Linked DNA regions of Mus musculus: region 2 is linked to region 1. A link is a contact called in public promoter capture Hi-C data. All regions are on one chromosome and are shown on one strand. Each heading gives the region's core, a stretch centred on a gene start, on an enhancer-like site or on the middle of the called end of the contact. The rest is flanking DNA. Distances are from core to core; before and after follow the strand shown. Region 1 holds the start of 2310016G11Rik (RIKEN cDNA 2310016G11 gene). Region 2 holds the start of Prrg2 (proline-rich Gla (G-carboxyglutamic acid) polypeptide 2).

Region 1 (4,851 bases), core at 1,081-3,580:
AAAAAAAAGGCATTTCAACCAGGTGTGGTGGTGGCACAGGCCTTAAATCCTAGTACTCAAGATGACTGAGTTCAAGGCCAGCTTGGTGGACAGAGTGAGTTCCAGGACAGCCAGAGTCACACAGAGAAACACTGTCTTGAAAAATCAAAACAAACAAATAAATAAACACATTAATTAATTTAAAAAATCACTTATTATGGGGCTGGAGCGAGGTCGCAGCAGTTGAAAGCATATATTGCACTTTCTGAGAACCTGAGTTTTGTTCCCAGCACCTGTATCCAGGGTTCACAACTGCCCGTGGTTCCAGCTCCTAGATACCCTGTGCTTCCACAGGCACCTGCACTTACACATACCCCACCACCACCACACACCACACACACACACACACACACACACACACACACACACACCACACACACACCACACACACACACACACACATCACACACACCACACACACACCACACACACCACACACACACCACACACACCACACACACACACACCACACACACACACACATCACACACACCACACACACACACACACACACCACACACACACACACCACACATACCACACACACACCACACACACACACACACCACACATCACACCACACACACACACACACACACACACACACAGTTTAAAGTAATATAAATAACCTTCCTGTAAAAGACCTATTATTTGTGTGTATGTGTGCTTGGCTGAGATTATATGCACCACATGTATGCAAGTTCCCACAGTGGTCAGAAGGTGGCAGCAGCTCCCTGGAACTGGAGCAACGTGTTATGGTTGCAGCTCTCTCCAAGAACAATCAGTGCTATAAAACGTCAGCAGTCTCTATACCCCACTTTTTTATAAAAAAGAAAAAACCACATTTACATGTAAGGGTGCTTGCCTGCATGTGGTATGTTTATACCACATGCATCCAGTATCCATGGAGGCCAGAAGAGGGATTCCCGAGAACTGTAGATACGCATAGCTGGCTCTGAACCATCATGTAGGTCCTGGGGCTTGAGATCCTCTGGGAGAGCAGCCAGCCAGAGCTGTTACCACACAGCCACCTCTCCAGTACCCACCCCCAAATGTGGTTACTATAAAACTTAAATACACTCATGGCTTGGGCTCTGTTTATACTAGACAGTAAATACCATTCTCATCTCAAGAAACAGAATAAAAAGATACATTGTTATAAACATGCAAATGGTTTAAATGGTGATAAATGGCTGTGGGAGGTATAGGGCAGGGGAACTATACCTCCTGCTGGGGCTGGGACTGTGTTCACATTTTTAACTGGACTGACTGGAGAACCCTTCCCTAAAGACTCAGGTCTTTAAAGACCTGAGTGACTCTAACCAGCAGGCTACTGGGGTGCAGGGACAAAGCAAAGGCCCTGGGACAGGAATGTGCCTTGTGTCTGCAGCTGAAATGAGAAGAGGGCAGGAGGTGAGGTGGCAAGGACAGTAAAGGTTGCCACCACGGTTGACACTCTAAGATGGGGCCCAGGTGGGGCACGGCTGACGTTTTGTGCACCGCTCGGTCGTGCCTGCCCCATAATTACAGGTTGATTGCCCAGTCCCTGAAGTCTCTCTGGCTTCATGCATTCACTCGTTCTCACGTTCAGTCAACATTCTCAGAGGCCTTTCAGAGCCCAGGCTCTGGAAACCTGTCACGAGTTGCTGGGGCCCTGCCTTTCAGCAGGTCTTGGGGTATGGACCCAGCTAAGTCTCAAGACTCTTTAAGAAAGCTTGCAAGAGGCAGTCAGGGTGTCTGGGCCTTTCCCCCTACTTCCAGGGATGCTGACTAGGAAACACAGCCAATTCAGGGTTGTCCAATATCCTGCAGAAAATGGCCCACAGCAAGCAGCCCCTACTGACCCACCGCCTCATCCCCACTCAGACAACACCTGAAGACACCTGCATCTCTGCTTTCCATTTTCACTTCTGTGTACCAGGCTAATGGCACCTCCAACACACACCTTAGGGGCATCCATCCAAGCGCTCAGCTTGTTCAAGAGGTGTCCTCCCAGATCTTGTTCTCTCAAGCTTGCCCCAGGAGCCTCTCCCACATGCAAACCTCCTCTGCCTCGGGACCCTCTTGGCCCTCCTCACACACACCAACCTCAGTAGCCTGGTTCCCACTCACTTTGGCCCCCTGTGCTCCACAAATGGTCAGCCCAAAGAGCCGAGGATCGCCCCAGGCTCCAGTGTGGTAGATACACCCAGAGCCAAGCCCCATCCCAGGGACTTTAACCCACCCCACCCACTTGCTTCCTCTCCAGCCCTGTAGCCTTTGACCAGGAAGAGTTTGGTGGCTTTGTACCTCACAGCCCTGCTGTTCCCAACAGCTTAAGAGCAGCCGCAAGCCTCCTCAGACCAAGAGTCCAGGCCCAGAACCCCGGAGTGGGATCTCCAGCCCTGTCTCCATTGGACACGGGTGATGTCGAGAGGTTTGCTGCAGCCGTGGGTCGGAAGTGGGGATGTGGGGATTCAGGGAAGTTAACCAAGCCAAGAGGGTGGGCCCAGGGCCTGGCCCCAAATGGCTGAGCCCCAGCCACACACCCCTCCCTCAGGCAGCAGGAATGCGGTGCCAGGACTCATTAGTGTCACTTAGGCAGGTGAGAGCACCTGGGAGGAGCAGACAGAGCTGTGTGGAAAAGGAAAGCAGCCAGGGCCCCGCCCGCCTGGGCAGAGGCTGGGGCAGCACCAAGCTTATGACCTCAGCTAATGGGTGACATAGATCCCGTCCTGCCCCAGCCTCCTCCCTCAGACTCAAGGGGCCAGGACCCACCTTCTTCCCTCAGACACAGGGGTCCTGACCCCAGCTCTCCTCCCTCAGGCCCAGACGTCCAGACCCCAGTTTCTCTCTCAGATTCAGGGGTCCAGAACCCAACCTCTTCCTACAAACCCAGGGGTACTGACCCCAGCCCAGCCTCCTCCCTCAGTCCTAGATTGGTCAGGACCCGGTCCTTTTTCCTCAGACCCTGGGATCCTGGCCCCAGCCCTTCTCCCTCAGGTACAGAAGTCCAGACCTCAGCTTTCCTCCCTCAGGCACACGAGTCCAGACCTCAGCCCTCCTCCTTCAGACACATGAGTCCAGACCTCAGCCCTCCTCCTTCAGACACATGAGTCCAGACCTCAGCCCTCCTCCTTTAGACACTAGGGTCCAGACCTCTGCTCTCCTCGCTCAGACACTGGGTTCCACGCTCAGCTTCTTCCCTCTGACTTGGGGTACCTGGCTCATTATCGCTCTGGGAGCATGGATCCTAACTCCCTCTCGTCCCGACCCAGCGCCCTATGGCATAGCTCCTTTATCCCGCGGATCCCGAGGCTACCTGGGCGCCTGGCGGTAGAGATGGGGAGGCCTCCGAGTCCAGATCCTCTCCAGCACCCAGGTGAGGCCGGCTCTGCGGTCCAGCAAGAGGTGGGGCCTCTCCCGTCAGGAAGGCAGGACCGGGTTCTGACGTCTCCTGACACCTGCCGGGCTGGGCGGGGGGCGGGGCCTGGCACAGCAGCCAGCAAAGATAGAACCTGTTGCCAAGTGGGCGGCTGTGGGCAAAGGTGAAGGGCTGGCACAGAGCCGGACTAAGTATGCTAGGGTTCGAATCTCCCTCCAGCCTTCTGAACCTTCACTTTCTTCGCTAGGAATTGAGGCTCATGAGATCAACAAAAATTATTTGAGGAAAAGGACCCAGGTCTCTGTTCTGTTTTATCGTGGTTTTTTTTTTTTTTTTCTTTCTTTCTTTCTTTCTTAGAATCTCAGTTTCCTGAACCCTGGAAGTGGGATGCCCCAATCCTCAGATATGATGTCAAAATGCTATGCCAGCCTCAGGCTTGGGTCTTCTCCTCAATCGAGAAGGTGATCGAGGAGGAGACATCGGGTGATCATGCCTACGATAAACTTGTGGCTTAAGAGGTGTTAAGAGGTATGGCTTACAGAACAATTTATTTTTGTTTTTTGTTTTTCAGATACAGGGTCTTAAGTAGCCCAGGCTCGCCTGGAACTCATCATGTAGCTGAGGCTGGTCTTGAACTCCTGATTACTATTATGATGTTTAAAAAAAAAAAAAAGCCACAGGGCCAGGCACACCAGGTCCCTGTGTTCCCCACCTCGGTCCAGTCTATATCTTCACTCTCTGTGAGATGGAAACCACACAAACCTACCTCAAATCCATTCTCCTACACTGGAGGGGAGTTTAGTTATACATTAAAGTGCCCATGTCCATTGTGAGGCTTGGTGGCACACTCTTGTCATCGCGGCCCTTGAGAGGCTCAGGCAGGAAGGTTGGGGGTTGAGGTCAACTCGGTCTACACAGTGAGTTCAGAAGCTATCTCCAAAAAAAACAAAAAACACAAAAAAAACAAACAAAAAAAACTCACAAAAAAACAAAAAACCAAAACAAAACAAAAAACCAAAACAACTAACTAAACCAAGTCAAATCAAAACAAACTGGGACACCCAGCCAAACACATCCTTCTCTGTTCCTGTCCCTGCCTGTCGCGACCCCTCTCTCTCTGGTCCACAGCTTTTTCCTCCTCTGACATCTGACACGGTAGTCCTGAGAGCTGGGGAATGGAGACCATGACTCAGGTGTTCTATCATGCAACGTTCCAAGCACTGCCTCAGTTTCCCCTTCTGCAGAACAGACCGTGTGACGCTGTCAGAGATGACCCCAGGCTGTCTGGCACAAGGTGGGAATCCGGGCTGGGTGACTACAACCTTCCCCTTACCTCTCCCTGACCCTGGGGTCGCTTGCACCCAGGGTGAATGTCTTGACCCACCCCTCTCCAAGACCCCCCGCTGTACCCCACCGGCTCCGGCCTCCCCAGGTCTGACAGGCTCTGG
Region 2 (4,851 bases), core at 1,503-4,002, 390 kb after region 1:
ATCCACTGAGATATCGCTCCAGCTCTTGGTTTTGTTTTATGGAGACAGGGAGTCTCAAGCTGACCTGAGACTTGACATGTAGCAGAGGCTGGCCTTGAACTCACAATCTTTCTGCTCCAGCCTCTGGAGTAGCCAGGATTGCCAGGCCAAGGCCAGTGCCATCAGATCTGGCTACCTGCCATACTCACCCCCATCTCCGCTTTTAGCTTGCAGTGAGAAGGCAGGTCTCCCAAAATCTGGCAGATTTCAGGTGATCCAAGGAGCCACTAGGTCTTGCTAAGATTGGTGAAAAGGAGCTATCTCCCCTAGCAACCAGTTTCACTGTGAGGACTCTAGGATAGACCTAGGGCCTGTTGCTAAGGTGCATCCACCCCTAGCAACCAAGCCTTGAGGGGGTGGGGCAGCTGGTGCCCAGAGGGGGGTCCTCCAGCTGGGCAGGAGGCCCTGGTCCTCCAGCTAGGTACGGTTGCTAGGGAGAAGGCCTCCTTAGCAACCAGGCTGGCTGTGGCTGGCATGGAGCTGTGGGGGAGGGGAAGGAAGCCAGGTAGTGTTTCTGGCTTCCTCTGTCTGGCCTGGCCAGGGCCCTGTTGCTAAGGAGCAGCCCCCCTTAGCAACAAAGCTTAAGCCAAGATGAGGGCTTTAGAATTCAGAGGAGGGGCTAGGGTGGGCAAACTGGACAGGTGAGAATGACCAGGCTTCCTGCCTTAGCTCTGTTGCTAGGTAACAGCCCCACTAGCAACCAAGATGCTTGTAAGGGGCTGGGGCTCTGGACTCTAAAGAAGGGCCGCAGGTGAGTTTGTCCCTCTGACAATAACTCTATCATCTGCTCACCCACAAGTCCCCCACCTGAGGACTCGGGGGTCCTCCTATGAATGTGAACACCATCCGTGTGCTGGGTTTCTCAGACAAGGGCCATTGTGGAAACAGAGGAGACACCTTGTCAGTCATCCCCGAACAGCATGGGATTGGAGGGAAGGTAGTCCTGTATGTGTGGAGGGGATGTTGGATTGAACTCCAGGGCTAAAGGCTGCTTCCCCAACACAGGACGAGAGGGCTGAGAAGCATCACTCACCTCCCTTGCCATTGTACGTATAGCTTTCCCAGAAGCGCTCCTAGGGTTAGAGAAGAGAAGGAAAAGATAGCAACTGAACACGAAAAGTCATGCCCCGCCCCCACCCCACCAGTCCACCCTGACATAGGAGACCCCATGGAGGTGAGGAGGGAGCTGAAGGCTGGAGCCTGTGATCCTTAACACCTAGAGAAGGCGGACAGGCCCTCGATGCCAGGGTCCTCTGAGGCCCTCACCGTCAGTGTGTTGTCCTCAAAGTACTCCCGGGCCTCCTCCCAGGAGCACCTCTCCTCCAGACACTCCCGTTCCAGGTTCCCAGGGGTCAGCAACTCCAGGTCCCAGTGGTTAGCACGAGGAAAACGCCTGCGGCCAACTAAGAAACTCTGGGCCTCTGGGGCATCCAGGAAGATGTCAAGAACTAAGGACATCAGAGTCAAAAGCAGAGTCCTTAGGATAGAGGACAAAGAAGACAAAGAACTATGGGGTCCTAGGGGTACGGACCAGGCCTGGAGAACCCTGAGCAAGAGGGGACAGAGTTTTCACCATTGGGCATGAAGGAGGAAGACTGGAGTCTGGAACTCTACTTCTGAAGCAGGGGGTGACCATGTGGATCTGAGGGGAGAAGCCGGGGCACAGACCCTAGGATCTGAGGGAGAAGCGTCCGGGTCCAGGAATCTAGGAAGTCTCCTGGCTAGGGAGAGGCAGAACTAAACCTCTGCAAGGCTCTTCTCCAAACACTCACCTTCAAACTTGAAGAGACTCAAACACTCACCTTGGTTTTGCTCTCTGTGAGGTGAGGTGTCCAGGCAGGTGGCCAATCCCATATAGACTAAGAGCAGGGAAGGACGGCCCCTCATACTGTGTGGACTCCCAGATGACAAATGCTGCAGCGGAGTTAGGAGGCCAGGACTCCCTGCCCGCACTCTGCCATCATGATAAAAGCAAGTAACCAACTCGTGTCCCATGCCAGACACCGTGGGTCTTTATCAACTCAGGACTTTATCAAGACAGGGTTTCTCTGTCTGTGTAGCCCTGGCTGTCCTGGAACTCACTCTGTAGAGCAGGCTGGCCTCAAACTCAGAACTCTGCCTGCCTCTGCCTCCCAAGCGCTGGGATTAAAGGTGTGCCACCACTGCCTGGCTCATCTTAATTTTCAAGCCAGTCCTATTACTCCTGCCATTTTTATAGGTGAAGAACGTGTTACCAGGTAGTAAAGTCATTTGCCTATTGTACCAGGTTTTCGAATGTCAGAGGAGGACTTTGGAGGTGACAATGATAAGCACACAGTTGCTGAGGCTTGCTTTCTCTACCTATCACAAACCTGACAACACACAGTAGGCATTTAAACAAGCTCATCATCAACCCTCTTCCCTTCCAGCCCAGCAGATTACATTCCAAGTCAGCCTCCCTCTACCTGTTGCCTCATCGAGCCTCAGAGATCAGAGACTACACGACAGATCAGGTCGTATATTTCTAGGTCTTGAAGGCTTGAGGAGACAGAGCCCTGGGGATCCACAGCCTAGAGCTTGGGTCCCAAGTTTCTAGATCCCAATAACGTGGGGAATCAGGACACCAGATCCTCTGCCCAGGAGTTTCTCGGGGAGCATGCACCCACTTACCTGGCCAGGGCTGGGAGCTCTGCCTCTCTTCTTTAACGAAGGCCCTCTGGGTCAGAGTAGCCAGCTGTGCAAAGGGGTAGGCAAGAGGGGAGGGGAGGAGAGGAGGGGAGCTCCTCCTGGGTTACTAGGCCCGAGCCGGCTACTGGCGAGGGGGCGGGGCTACTGATTACCTTCTTTGGGAGGGACTCAGGTAAGGGACAAAGTACTTAAAGGGACCATAGGATCAAGGTCTTCAGTGCCACGGCCCCACACAGAAGAAACAAGGCTTTCCGACACCATGGAGGGATCTAGGGGGCTTTATTAGAGTCTCCTCTTCCCTACTTGTCCAGCCCGAGTCTCTCTCTACAGACGACTTGGCAGAGCCAGGAAAATAAATCTTAGGTCTCAAGAGATCTACACACTGGTGGGAAGGGAATTCTTTGGTTCCTAGAATAACTGGGCGGTACCACAATAAATCTGTTTCCTGAGGATAACTTGAACAGTTTAGTCTCGAGATCTTTGAAAATTGTTTTTTCTATAATAGGGGAAAGAGTTCTCACTTATCGACTCTTAAGATGCAATGGGGGAAAAAATAAGTAATATATTTGGGGAACTGGATATCAGTCTCTTCGGGTGACAGAGTTAAGTCTCCAAACTCAAACTTGAAGAGACTCAAAGCAACTGCCCCGCTCTGGGTAATGCCTAGAACAGGCTAGGGTGTCTCCCAGAGTCAAACCACTTTCGCTCACCGGAACCTTCGAGTAGTCACTCACGTTTCCGGGGGGATGGAAGAGAAGAAGAAAGCACTTACCAAGCCAGGCGAAGCGCCTCCGCGACTAGGGGCAGAATTATTTCCGGTCTCCTCCTGTCGGGCGGAAGTAGGAGGAGTAGAGTTTAAAAACAGTACTCTTTTTCCGGTTCGGGACGTAGTTGAAGCAACGACAAGCCGGATAACCGCTCTTGAGGTAAGCTGCAGGCGGTGAGGGGTCGCGTCGCCAAGTTTCCTTCTTGTGGGAGAAATTTGCAGTTCTGAGGGAGGTAGGATAAGGTTTCGCACTCCGAATCCCTGTCAATCATTAACAGCGCTCTTGAACGCCTAGGTTGGAAGACGAACTACATTTCCCAGGATGCCTTGTACTGTCTCCCTCATCCTGGCTGGTTGTAGAAAATGTAGTTCCGCAGTAGAGGAGTGATGCGGACCAAGTGAGGGGGAACTTGGGGTTCCCTGTGTTAGTGAGAGTTGAGGTCGGATTTCTAGACAATGGTGAGGAGGGGAATGAGCAGTAGTGGTTTGGACCCTTGAAGGTTCCTTGAAGCAATTAAAATATTTTATTCTGCTTGAGACCGAGTCTCAGTATGTAGCCCTTGCTGTTATAGAACTCGCTATGTAGTTAGCCTCAAACTCACAAAGATCCGCCAACCTCTGCCGCCCAAGTGTTGAGATTAAAAGTGTGCACCACCACACCTAGCACTTATTACCCCCCCCCCCCCGCCCCATTGTTCGTTTTTGTTTTTTGGCTTTTCGAGACAGGGTTTCTCTGTGTAGCTCTGGCTGTCCTGGAACTAGCTCTGTAGACCAGGCTGGCCTCCAACTCAGAAATCCGCCTGCCTCTGACTCCCAAGTGCTGGGATTAAAGGCGTGCGCCACCACCCCAACGATTATTGTATTTTTTTGAGGCAAGGTGACATGTAGTCCAGGCTGCATCGAATTTCACTAAATATCTCTAAGGAGATTAAGATTTATTAGCTGGGCAGTGGCAAAAAAAAAAAGATTTATTTAAAGTAACGAGGGGGGGGATGGGTGGGATTAGGGTGCATGATGTAAAATTCACAAAGAACGTAGGACATTTGAAAGCCCCCAGAAGGAGATTTATTTAAAGGGGTATGGTAGACACATCTTTGATCCCAGAACTGGGCGCAGAGGTAGATGGATTTTCCTGAGTTTGAGACCAGCCAGGGCTACATAGTGAGACACTATCCTGAAAAGAAAAGGAAAGGAAAAGAAAAGAAATGCTTTCCTTTTATTTTATGTAAACGAGGGTTTTGCCTGTTTTTATGATTGTGCACTCCATGTGAATGCACTGTCTACAGAGCCCAGAAGGCCATTAGGTCCCCTAGAACTGGAGTTGTGAACTGCCATGTGTGTGTTAGGTATCAAACCCAGGTCCTTTGGAAGAACAGCCA

The links. Promoter capture Hi-C pulls out the DNA fragments that hold promoters and counts their contacts.
Region 2: a contact with region 1 is called in a promoter capture Hi-C map of stem cell-derived epiblast-like cells, with 2.1 times the contacts expected there. The contact joins the promoter of Prrg2 here to the promoter of 2310016G11Rik in region 1. A contact is called at or near these places in 1 of 39 promoter capture datasets (stem cell-derived epiblast-like cells) and 1 of 115 datasets of contacts at active chromatin or transcription factors (embryonic stem cells).

Annotation. Positions count from the first base shown.
Region 1 is chr7:44,665,903-44,670,753 of GRCm38.p6, forward strand. 2310016G11Rik (RIKEN cDNA 2310016G11 gene) reads left to right here and starts at 2,331. Exons shown (of 5, transcript NR_152106.1): 1 at 2,331-2,455; 2 at 3,297-3,400; 3 at 3,761-3,931; 4 at 4,532-4,697. All of the region lies in intron 1 of Myh14 (myosin, heavy polypeptide 14), which reads right to left.
Region 2 is chr7:45,058,900-45,063,750 of GRCm38.p6, forward strand. Prrg2 (proline-rich Gla (G-carboxyglutamic acid) polypeptide 2) reads right to left here and starts at 2,753. Exons shown (of 7, transcript NM_022999.1): 1 at 2,689-2,753; 2 at 1,842-1,993; 3 at 1,306-1,487; 4 at 1,073-1,112. The coding sequence starts at 1,926. Nosip (nitric oxide synthase interacting protein) reads left to right here and starts at 3,530. Exons shown (of 9, transcript NM_025533.3): 1 at 3,530-3,632.